Regions from separate parts of the Sus scrofa genome. Here region 2 is linked to region 1. Evidence: chromatin contacts called from public Hi-C data. All regions are on one chromosome and are shown on one strand. The core of a region is the stretch at or near the end of the contact, and the rest is flanking DNA. Distances in the headings are between cores, read along the strand shown. Region 1 holds the start of ITGB8 (integrin subunit beta 8). Region 2 overlaps ITGB8 (integrin subunit beta 8).

Region 1 (5,028 bases), core at 514-3,013:
AATCAGTTACAGTCACTAGATGGAAATACAATGCTATTATACAAGAACTTGACAAATCTTTACAAAAATGATTTTCTTTAACAACTATCACTATTATAAATAAAATTGGGGGCAAGTAGGATATTTTCTTTTGCTTATGTACTGGGGACAAAATATACCCTGTTGACACAAGTTTTGGTCATTTTACTACTGAACATGTGTGTGTATTTACTAAATCGAGAAAAATACTTCGTTGCTTATTAGCACCTAATGGAATTTTGCTTGGTGGAAAATTTGCAACAAATGTATGTTTCACTTAAGAGAAAATTGATAATGTTATTTTTTCCTTTGCCTTAAATTTTACTTATTTTAAAATCAACTTACAAACTAGAAAAGAAAAATTAACTCTTAATTGCTCTCATTTCACATAGCTAGATAAATGTTTTGAAACAAATATTAGGCAATTATGTATGCTAGCATGTTTCCATTATGTATAAGGGTATGACTTGATGGTTTTAATTAGCTTCAGGCAGAAACTTGATTTGTCAATTCAAAACTTAGGAGAACATTTTAGTCTGTGAAACAGTCACAACTCTCTTTTAACAGGAGAGGTCAGAGAAAAGGCTCTAATAGAATTTTAAGGGCTCAATGACCAAACACAGGTAAACATTTTCTAAAAAGTATAGTAACAATCACTGTACTGGCAGAAATATATATTTGGCCTATATTTAATGCTAATAAGAACCCATGCTAAATTCATAATTACTATTACTTACTGTATGTCTTAACTGCTTGCTAACCATCCAGTACTGCCACCTTAAATTTGCTCATAATTCAGAAGTGCCAAAACACCTTTTCATACACCATTTGACAAGCTTTTCTTTGTGATTTGTAAAATGAGGGTGATACAGTTTATAAAGAAGTATGCTCTCCAAATCAGGTAATTCTGACAAAAGTAGCTTGCCTGTACTGAAAGCTGTCAATCCTGGTCTAGGGTCTTGTCTTAGAGTTTTAGTCTCAGGGATGGATCTCACTGAGGGATCAATTAGCTAGGAATCTTTTTTTGAGCTGAAAAAAAAAAAACCGACTTAATGCAAGAATATTCCTCATATGTGTTTAATTCATTCAGGCTCCACTGTGGTAGAGGAAACTTGTATGCTGCCATCTTTTGCCATCTGCCATGCTTTTATGTCATGGACTCAAAAACAGAACCCTCAATCTCATTATACCAGTTTATCCTCAGCCTTGAATCCAATGCAAACTAGTGGTTAGTGGATCCACATGCTAGAAAGATGAGGAACATCTTCAAGGATGCTTTCAAGGAGGGAGGATGCCTTCAAAGATAGAGTGGAACCCCTAAATTAGCTTCTGTAAATACAACCCACCATCCTTCCAAACTTCCATTCTATTACTGCCTCCCTGAGCAACAATAGTATCTCCTCATTTAGTTATTGCTGTCATTCTAGGGCAGAAATGCTTGACACCTGGCCTCCCTCAGGCGGTCTGCAATGCAGGATGCTGCCACACTTCTGCACTTCTGAAGTTCTTAGGGCAGACAGAGGGTGTCACTGGCCCACATACCTGGCCAGGATACTTTTCATGACTGCCCAAGATCTTTGAGGAAGAGAGGAAAACAAAGGAAAACAAAACAACTTACCACTTTGGCCCAGTCCAAGAACAACTGAAAACACCCAGGCCGCCCGGAGGAATGGGGCAGGACATGGCCTGCAGTTTTGCAGGCAGACTAATGCGGCAGTAAAAAAAGCCAGGGCCGAGCGGCACATAATGCAAAGCAGCCCGCACCGCACCGCTCCCGCCGCCAGGCTGCTAACCGGATGCGCGATCGCGCCTCCGGGGCGCGAAGTGCCAAGTGTCGCTAGGACGTTTCCAGCAGGCCCAGCAGGCGGACCCAGCGGCTGGGAGAAAACGGTGCAGGTACGTCGGCCTGGGCACTGCTCGGCATCGCAGGGCCCCCACGGCCCTCCCAGCTTGGCACGGCGGGTCCCGCGATCTTAGGGAGAAGCACCTCCTTTGATGGCCAATGGCCCGGGGCGGCGTCGAAAGCAAAGGCTCTGCAGCCCGCTCTGGGACAAAGAAAAGAGCTTTTGTCTCTCTCTAGCCGACGGGGCTTCTGCTGCATAAATCAGCTTAGCGAAGAGCCAAACACAATCAAAGCCAAACAAAGCCCAAAGCTGGGGGGAAAAACCAGCCTAATGTACATTCACTGGGTGATGCTGCATCTGTGGGAGGGGACGCCAGCGAGGCCGAAAGGGAAAAAAAGACGATGGCGCATCAATCAGCTCGAGCTTCTTCCACAGGTGGGCAGGGAGGCCAACTTCATTTAGTAGCAGCTTTGCAGCCTCGTCAGCTGAGCAGCGGGCAAAGTAGTAGCGGCAGCGTTCTCGCTGGTGAGGGAGGAACTTGTGGTGGCAGCAGCTGCAGTTGGGGCGGCCCTGGAGCGCCCTAGAAGCCCTCGCCGGCACGGGTGGACACAGTGCGAAGCTTCGCAGCTCCCTGTTAGTCCGGGAATCGAGCACACGGCCCTGAGCGCCGGAGGGAAGGTTCGGCAGGGGTGCGGGAGCCTAGCTGCACCCGGCGGGACCTTCGTGCCCTCTTCCTTTTGGCCCCAGTGCGAGGCTCAGGCGTCCCGCAGTCCAGAGCCCGGACAGCTGGCTCGCTCTGGGGTGCACCCCGGGGAGGATGCGAAGGAGGCGAGCCTGGCGAAGGGTGGGGGAGGAGTGGTCCTGCCCTGGCCCGGGGCGGGCTGGGGGTTGCTCCTGAATTGCGGAGAACTAAGCGCTTTCGGGCCTCGAGTTGCTAGGAAACCGCCCCACGCTACAGAGCCTCTCGCTCCTGCCGCCCTCAGGCTCCGCCGAGGCTCCAGCAGCAGTAACAGCTCGGAGCAGCGTGGGCGGGACATTGGTGAGGCATGAAGTCACCGGGGCCCACACTCGCTCTTTGTTTTGCTCACTCCAGCTCTTTTTCTCCCGTTTGGCTCTGATAGCTGCCATTCCCATCGTTCACAAGAACTCCTGAAGCGTAGCCGCGCAACAGGAATCATACACCCTGTTCCCTTTAGCCCTCCTCCCCGAATCCCTGGACCCCAACACTCGCCTAGCAGGCGCGGAGACTCTCTCAGCGCTAGTGGCAGCTGAGCGCAATTTTTAGCCTCTGACCCCGACGCTACGCGCTCCTTTGTTGAGGGATCCTGCCTGGCAGCTGCCAAAGCCAGAGTGGATTCCAGGCGCCTCTCCCCGCCCCCAAAACCCTCTGTTCCGCTGGAGCGCACTGCCCACTTTGCTTGCAGAGTTAGGAGCTCACCCTTTGCCCTACCCCAAGACCGCCCGGCATCTGCCCAACCCTTGCAGAGCTGGCCAGTCCGCAGGGGCTATAGAAGAGTTGCAGTCGAAATTTCTCGAGGCTCCTTCTCTACTCGGAGCCTCAGCCCTAAGCTGGACAACCCCTCGTTCCAGGGTCTGGTGATCGCTCTGGGCTTTTGCTAGTCACGGAGGATCTTTTGACCTTAAGCGTCACCTTCCAAATAAACGGAACGAAGAAGTTACAAAGGCCAACGAAGCAGAAGAGAGAGGCTAAGGAAAGAAGGTGGGAGGGCCTTTCTGCCTGTTTACAACTCAGAAATTTAGGTACAAGCCAGGAGCCGGGTTATGCCGGGCAACTGTAGGGGAAGCCGCGCGCCTCCCTGGGTCCCGGTTACTACCACACTGGGCCGAGGGAGGGAACCCGTCCTGCCCGCCAACCCTTGAAAACAAGGGGCGATTTCCAATCTGAGACACGGGTTGATGGTTCTTTTTTTCCTCTAGGGGCAGGAGAGGTTCCCCGTGGTAAAGTCTGACCTCTTATTTTTCCATTAGCAGCCTGCCCGATCTCTTTCATAGAGCACTAGAGCACCGCCTCTTACAGGCATCAGAGCATTCCAGCCAGGTCAAGGTGAAATATGCGGGAGTTTCCCTCCTTCTTATTTGTTTAATAGTTTCCATCTCCATATTTGGAGTACAAAAACAAGTAGGAGGCTTTCTCGCTCTTTTGTTTTTTTTTTTTTCTTTCTGTTTTCTAATTGTTAACTGAGTGAATGGAAAGTACCTGGTTAATAAAACATGACATTAAAAACTCCCCCTTTTCAGGTGTGGACTGTACATTGAGGCCCACAAAATTAACTAAGCAAACCAGGAACCCAGTTGGAAAATTACAAGTGCCCTGGATCTACAAAGCCGGACCTTTTGAGGCACCAAATGAATGACCAAACCTATCAGACCCAAACTGATACTTGTAAACATAATCCCACTATTGGCAATGTACTCTAAACAGAATTAAATCCAGCTCAGCTTCATTTTTTATTTTTTCTCCTTTAGTTCTAAGTTTCAACAGCTATACTTTTGCTATCGGTAGTCTTGAAAGAAGGACCATGAAAAGTGATTGGAATGGGGATGAGGATTTGAAATTTGAACATAAGAGGAACATATTCAAGCTCTGATTACTGAGTCTTCAATTGGGCAGCATGTGTATTTTCCAGAGATTTTTTCACAGTCCTGAGGAATGCAGCCACCCTTGAGACAGTGCAATGCCACAATGAAGAAAAAAGGTCAATCCATAATCCTTATAAGGATATGTGTGTAAATGTACTCTACATTGTTAAGTGACTATTACATCAGAATTTCATGACATATTTTTAACTCATAACTCTTGATGTTGGAAATGTAAATGAAAATTACAATATTAAGGAATAAGTTTATACCAATAATAATGGAAGTAACTATGAAATTGATATGGTATACACAGATTTTTTTTAAAAACTCTATATTGTTAGATATCAGTGTACTTTATATACTAAGCCAAAATAACTGGAGAGCAAGAGAAATAAAACGAAGCTTGTAAATCTGTAAGCTTGTAAATTTTGAAGTCCTTTGAAAAGAAAGAATTCCATATTGTATTATACGAAGTTTATGCAGATATATATCAGGATGCCAATTTTATGGAGATGTTGAAGAATATGCTCTATTTATCATTACTTCCCAATATTAAAGAGGTTAT
Region 2 (5,848 bases), core at 2,736-5,235, 100 kb before region 1:
CATACAGTTATGTTGTAGTGTTTGTATGCCACATTTCTAAATCATGACATACTTTAGAGCACAGAAATGCTGTCGTACCGAAAGTGTTGTTCAAGTTCTTAATAACTTTGTTGACCATTTAAAATTTCATTACTTGTGTTTAATATCAGTGAATCTCAAATGGCTCTTGTGGTCATATTAGTTAAAAATAGGCTTTATTTACATAAATTACTTAATCTAAGACTACCCTGTTTTCCTTTAACTTTTAATTAATTCTAACTATTCATATATAAATTCTCTTTTCACAAGGAAAATATCAATTATTCAAGTAAATATAAACTCTAAAATCTTTAAGAATTAGATCTTTAAGTAAAGATAGAAAACACAAGACATCACAAACATAACTACAGTCATCATCTAGCATTGATCTGCCTACCAGGAAATTTGTCCCTTCCTGTGGTAAGAAACTTTATCCATTATAAATTAGTGCAGACTAATGATAGAGTGAAAATATATATCCCTTTAAAGTTCTGTTTTATTATGTGATTTTGGAAAATTCATCCCGCATGGAAATTAGCTTATGAACATTGTAATGTTCATTTTTAAAATTTTCAGCATTTCAATGGATATTTTCCACTTTTTCCTTTTTGGGGGTTGTCAGGTATCCATTTATTTTCTCTTCTAAAAAGGATGCTACATGTGACAAATAGAAAGCTAAATACAATTTTTACATTATCCTTTGTGATCAAAGGTATTTTTACATAAGTGAGTCACAGTACTGAATTATGTCAATGCCCCTAATCTCTCATTTGGGGAAGGAACTCCAGTCCAACCTGGCATCGTAAGTGCTTGGCTGCAGGGGACAGTGGATGGAATTACCGTGTTTGTTGGCTCCAGAACAACTTATCATATGTTTTTAAATCCTCTTTAGTGTAGAATATGCAGTGGGATTTAGTTTTTGTCTAAATGCAAATACCTGGCACTTTGATTAACTCAAGTCCTGGAAGACAGAAAATCTGGGAAGTTAGTTCTAAGAAAACATTTTAAATAAATTCCTTTGTTGTCATAGGCAAAGATCCGTACTGCACACAGGACTGTTGGACTTTTAGCCAATAAAATCAGGCTGAATAAGTCTGCAGGATATGGTAATTGTAATGAAGTTCCCATTGGGGAAGATGAAAGTTCATGGCCTCTATATCAAGCTTTCAGGCTGAGCACTGAGCACTTCACAACTCCAGGGGGCGCCATTCACACAGATTATGGTGTGAATGGACTTCCCTCTAGTTAGGCCATGATGAAGTCTCTTAGAAGCTAATTAGCAGAAAAACTAGAAGCAACCATGGACAATTTTCTTTGAATTACTTTTTTCTGCTTTGCCTTGAAATTTTCTCATGGCCATATACTTAAAACTTCAGTAAATCACATTTTAAAATACTTGCCAATTGAAAAGTTTAAAGATTCAAGAGGTAGTCGAACACTGGCCTGATGATAAGAAAATAGTTCTCTTTCCTGTCACTTAGTCACTTGGGGGTTTTTAACAAATCATTTAAACTTTCTGAGCCTCTATTCCCTGACTGACTGACAGGGTGAATTAGCTTATTTCTAAAATATTGTCTAGCTGCCTCCAATTGTACACTTTTAGAATTCTGGTGGGTGGAATTGTGGTGATTCAGGAAAAGAATGTTTTTATACTGCATCAAAGGGCAAAAATAATATAGCTTAATATTGCTTTTAATTTGAAAAATGCTATTCTCTACTTTGAGTAAATATTGGAGAAAACACATTTGAAAGTGTGGCACTTGCTTTAGGCAGAGTTTCTTAATATCTTGGGAATTTCAACCTGATGTTTAGATACAGGAAATGATGAAAACCATCCAGTTTACAAGGTAAGAAGATGTAAAACTCCACACATGCAAGCAACAAAATTATTCAGATTTTGATGTTAGTTGACTGTTTCCCTTATTGAACATTCAGCTTTTAAAATCAGTATTCTGATAAAGTGACATTGTATTATTAGGTTTTTATGGCAGTAGTAACTTAGCACTTATTTAATCCAGTCATCTGTGACATATATAAACCTATCTTATAAGAAAGAAAACCAAAATATAAAGGCAAAGAGGAAAGAACGTTGGAATTAGTATCCATCTTATAAAAAGAAGGAAACAAACACACATGCATAAAACTACACTTTGAAAAGCAGTATCCCTCAAGATTAAGGTATTATCTGTTCCTCTTGAATGAGTAAAAACTAACCATTTATTCATCTAGCTGTTCTTATTTATTCATTGCCAATTGTTGAAGTATTTGGCAACATTAGTATGACTGCCTTATTATTTTTTCCATCTGCATATTTGGTGCAGGGATTACTGTACCCTTGTAGTGACACAATGCCAAAACTATCTCACAGCATTGTCCCTCTGAGAAGTGTAGGAATGGCAGGTACCTGTAAAGTGTAATCAGTGCTCTTCAGATGATCTACATTCTATGCTGATCTAAATAAGTTATATATTACAGTAAAGTGCTACAATGACACTAGTATCAAACAGTAGTAAGACACATTTTTCTCTGAAAAATTCAGCAGCAGTGTGAGTCACATGATGATGAGGATGCTTGTCAGTCTTCAATCGAGTGAAATACTAGCAACTGGCATGATCTGGAAAATTTGTCTCCTCTGTGACTTCTCAAAAAATTTGTAGGAGCAATTATTAAAAATCCAGTTTCCCATAAAGTACATTTTTTTTATCTTTTTAAAAGTTGCACCTGAAAGTTTCATGAGCATTTAATTTGCTAATATCCATTTTTATTTCTTCAGGTTTCTCACGTCGGTAGGTGACCGCTCTTGTGCAAACACTTTGTAGAATTGACTTGTCCTTGAGGGAGAAGAAATATTCATTAATTAAGAGCCTAAATATTAAAACTAGACAATAACATACTGATAGTAAACCTTTTTTAGAATTCACTGACCTTTTTTGAGGCTGATACCCTGTAATCTGCCGAGGACTTAATTTTATTACTATTCCATTGTAGTATAACCTGTCTAATGATAAGGACTTTAAGCAACCCAATCAAGAATGTAACTATGAAGATGATGAAAAATATTCTCAAATAGCTCGGGCTAGAGAAACATTCTGTAAAGAAGCAAACAAATAAATGGGTTAAAAATTTGGAATGAATAAACCAAAGGATTCTAACAAGTAAATAATGTTCATTGTCTCTATTAATAGGATCATAGATATTGTGCAAATCTACGTTTTCAAAAAGAGGACTGCCATTACTGTTGATTCAAAAAGTAAACTAACTTTATTACACACTCATTAATAAAATATTTTCAACAGAAAACTCTCCTTTGGACAATAGCCACAGTTAAGGTATTCAATAAGATTATTTCTCTGCAGCTTGATTTCCTTAATTGTATTAACTGGGATATGTCCACATCCCTTTAACTAAGTATCATTTTATTTATGACAGAGAGAGGGATGGTTTTTGTGGTGTATACTGATCACTACACACTGATCACTACTGATCATTTCCACTTGATCACTAAGTGGAAAATAGGATTTAAAAAAATGTTTAACAGCTCTGTGTATTAGCATATATTTCTCTTGTTAGGCTTTCTCTTCATTTGTTGCACATCAGTAATGGAAAATAAACATCTGCAGAAGCTAAAATCTTTACTACTCTAATAGATGAATAAATGTTTCCTTTGAAACTGCAGTGCAAGTTTTCATTATTATTACACATAGCTTCTTCAGGAAGTGGGGGTGTACAGTTTGGGACAATAAAACCGAAATCTCTTTCCTCAGTGTTTGTCAATTTAGTTTTCACTTGTCTGTTGACCAAACCTATTCTATTTTGCTTTTAAAAATTCCACTGTATGTTTTTTCAAGAACAAATAATTACTAGCTGGAAAAGGAAATGCTGCATTAAGAGGAGGGGCATGCTAGGTCTCTGTTTCAGTCCTACGTCCTTGGCAAACTTGAGTTGGAAAGTTTACAGGCTCTGTGGCTGCCAGAGGTATTACCCTAGTCTAAGAGGAACCTGGTTGCGCAATGCACAAGTATTCCACAAAATTCACCACCTGCTCCACATTCATAAAATTACCTTCTGGCCTAAAGAAGCGTGTGTTTTCTGCCCATTCTCCAAACTTTGAGGACTTCACCTAAATGTCTAAAAGTTTTCTTGGGAAGTCTTTTGAGAAGGGACCTACTAAGGCTTAGAAGAGCAGTCACCCAATCAAGAGTGATTTCTGTTTGAATTCCGAGGGAGGACCAAGCATGTTCTTGAATAAGCCAAGAACTCAGTAACAAGGACAAGGGCTCTTCGCCAAGTGGGAAGACTTAGAGCCCAGTTTTCTCTTGGTTGTAATGATAAGGTTCCTTGAAGGAAAGGCTAAAGGGAATAGAAGCACTAAACACAAGTACAAGTCTCCCTTTGTTGCAGTCTTACAGAGAGAATCCAAGATGCCCTCTCTATTCAAAGGTGGTGTTCTTGGTGGTGCCTGGGTTCATGACATGCACGCCTTTCATTTCCCTTCAGTGACTTGTAACTGCTTAATCAGCTAAGAGGGCATGTGGCTTGATCTCACTTATTGGCTTCTTGCCTAGTAGAACCTTAGCCAGAAAGATCAAAAGAATACCCTTTAAGTGTGATCAAGTGGGTAGATAATAGAGGTAGCTAAAAAAAAAAGAAAAAAAAAAATGCAGTTCCCTCTCCTTGCACAGCAGTTGTGAAGGGGAGGAGAGATTCCCTAGCTAGTAATACATTTTACAAATATTTCTAATGAGTTAGGTTGGAGGACATTTTCAGGGTTCAAATCTGTATGCAGTCTTAAATTTTTAGCTTTGGAGGGCCAAACATTTAGCTCTGGCCATGACTCTTTTCTTAGTTTAGGTTAAGCAAGGTCTTTTCCTAAGGAGCATTAAGGGAATACTTTTTGTAACCATATTTAAGTCAGAGTAGGTTTGTTTACTTAACCTAATAAATGACATGTTGACAATAGGGCTCTATTTATTAGCAAAGGCATTTGGCTTTCGGGTGTGATTGCTTCAGCCCCAGCTGGCAGGGCTCTTTTCAGAGCCAAATTCAGTGAGCTAAGATTACTGTCACTGTGAGGGGAGAGGGAAACAAAACACTGGAGAGAGTTTATTATGTGCAATCTGTTTAAGACCTGGAATTATTCTTACCGGTTGGAGGAGAAACTAGATATACTAGCGGTAGTAAGAATGTTTTCACTGAATACATGATTTCAAGCTTCATTTCTAATTCACATGTAGTTTAACACCTTACACCTACACAAAATGAGGTGCTGGCTTTTGGGTTCTAATGAACTTTTATATAAAATGGTCTTTGAACACAGCTTCCTCATGTTTGTTTCATTCATGTATCATCTTTTAATTTATTTTTTTAATGTTCACTGGCTTATTTATGTTCATACAACTTTTTGAAGTTGGTATTATTATCTCCATTTTAGTGATAGGGAAATTGAGGCTTGGGGAAATTTTGTAAGAGGGCGATCTTTCTTAACTACTAGTGTCAAGGGACATGCCTTAAGCTAAGGACATCAGACTAAAATTTCTAAACCCTTTTCATTGTACCATGTTTATATTCATTCATCTCTAAGTTATATTTATATCAGAGTGAAAATTATCAGGAAAGAATGGCCCTTTTGTAATTAAGTTTTTTTGCAAAAGCAGATCATTGCTGCTTAGGATTTTTGGCATCACCTGAAACATGAAAGTAAATGTCGGTTTGACATGAGGATGGTTATACCTGGGTTGTGAAGGATAATTGTGGCTCCATAGACCTTGTCTCTAAGGGTAAAATGGATTCTGTATAGAAAACTCCTGTTCTTAGCTCAATGAGGCCTCTC

What was found. A called contact is a pair of places that touch in the nucleus more often than the background predicts.
Region 2: a Hi-C map of skeletal muscle shows a contact between it and region 1, with 5 times the contacts expected there. The contact joins the enhancer-like site here to the promoter of ITGB8 in region 1. A contact is called at or near these places in 5 of 47 Hi-C or Micro-C datasets (fibroblasts, heart right ventricle, psoas muscle and 1 more) and 1 of 2 datasets of contacts at active chromatin or transcription factors (skeletal muscle).

The regions. Positions count from the first base shown.
Region 1 is chr9:89,338,983-89,344,010 of Sscrofa11.1, reverse strand. ITGB8 (integrin subunit beta 8) reads right to left here and starts at 1,763. Exons shown (of 14, transcript NM_001097424.1): 1 at 1,637-1,763. The coding sequence starts at 1,763. MACC1 (metastasis-associated in colon cancer protein 1) reads left to right here and starts at 1,830. Exons shown (of 9, transcript XM_021063417.1): 1 at 1,830-1,914.
Region 2 is chr9:89,442,233-89,448,080 of Sscrofa11.1, reverse strand. ITGB8 (integrin subunit beta 8) reads right to left here. Exons shown (of 14, transcript NM_001097424.1): 13 at 2,944-3,107; 14 at 2,727-2,849. The coding sequence ends at 2,727. Among named protein-coding and RNA genes, the nearest start is that of ITGB8, 100 kb to the right of the region's middle. Within about 2 kb of position 3,985, at least 11 of the 83 cell types and tissues checked have an H3K27ac peak or open chromatin away from gene starts, as enhancers often do. A contact at or near this core is called in skeletal muscle, where this site is marked.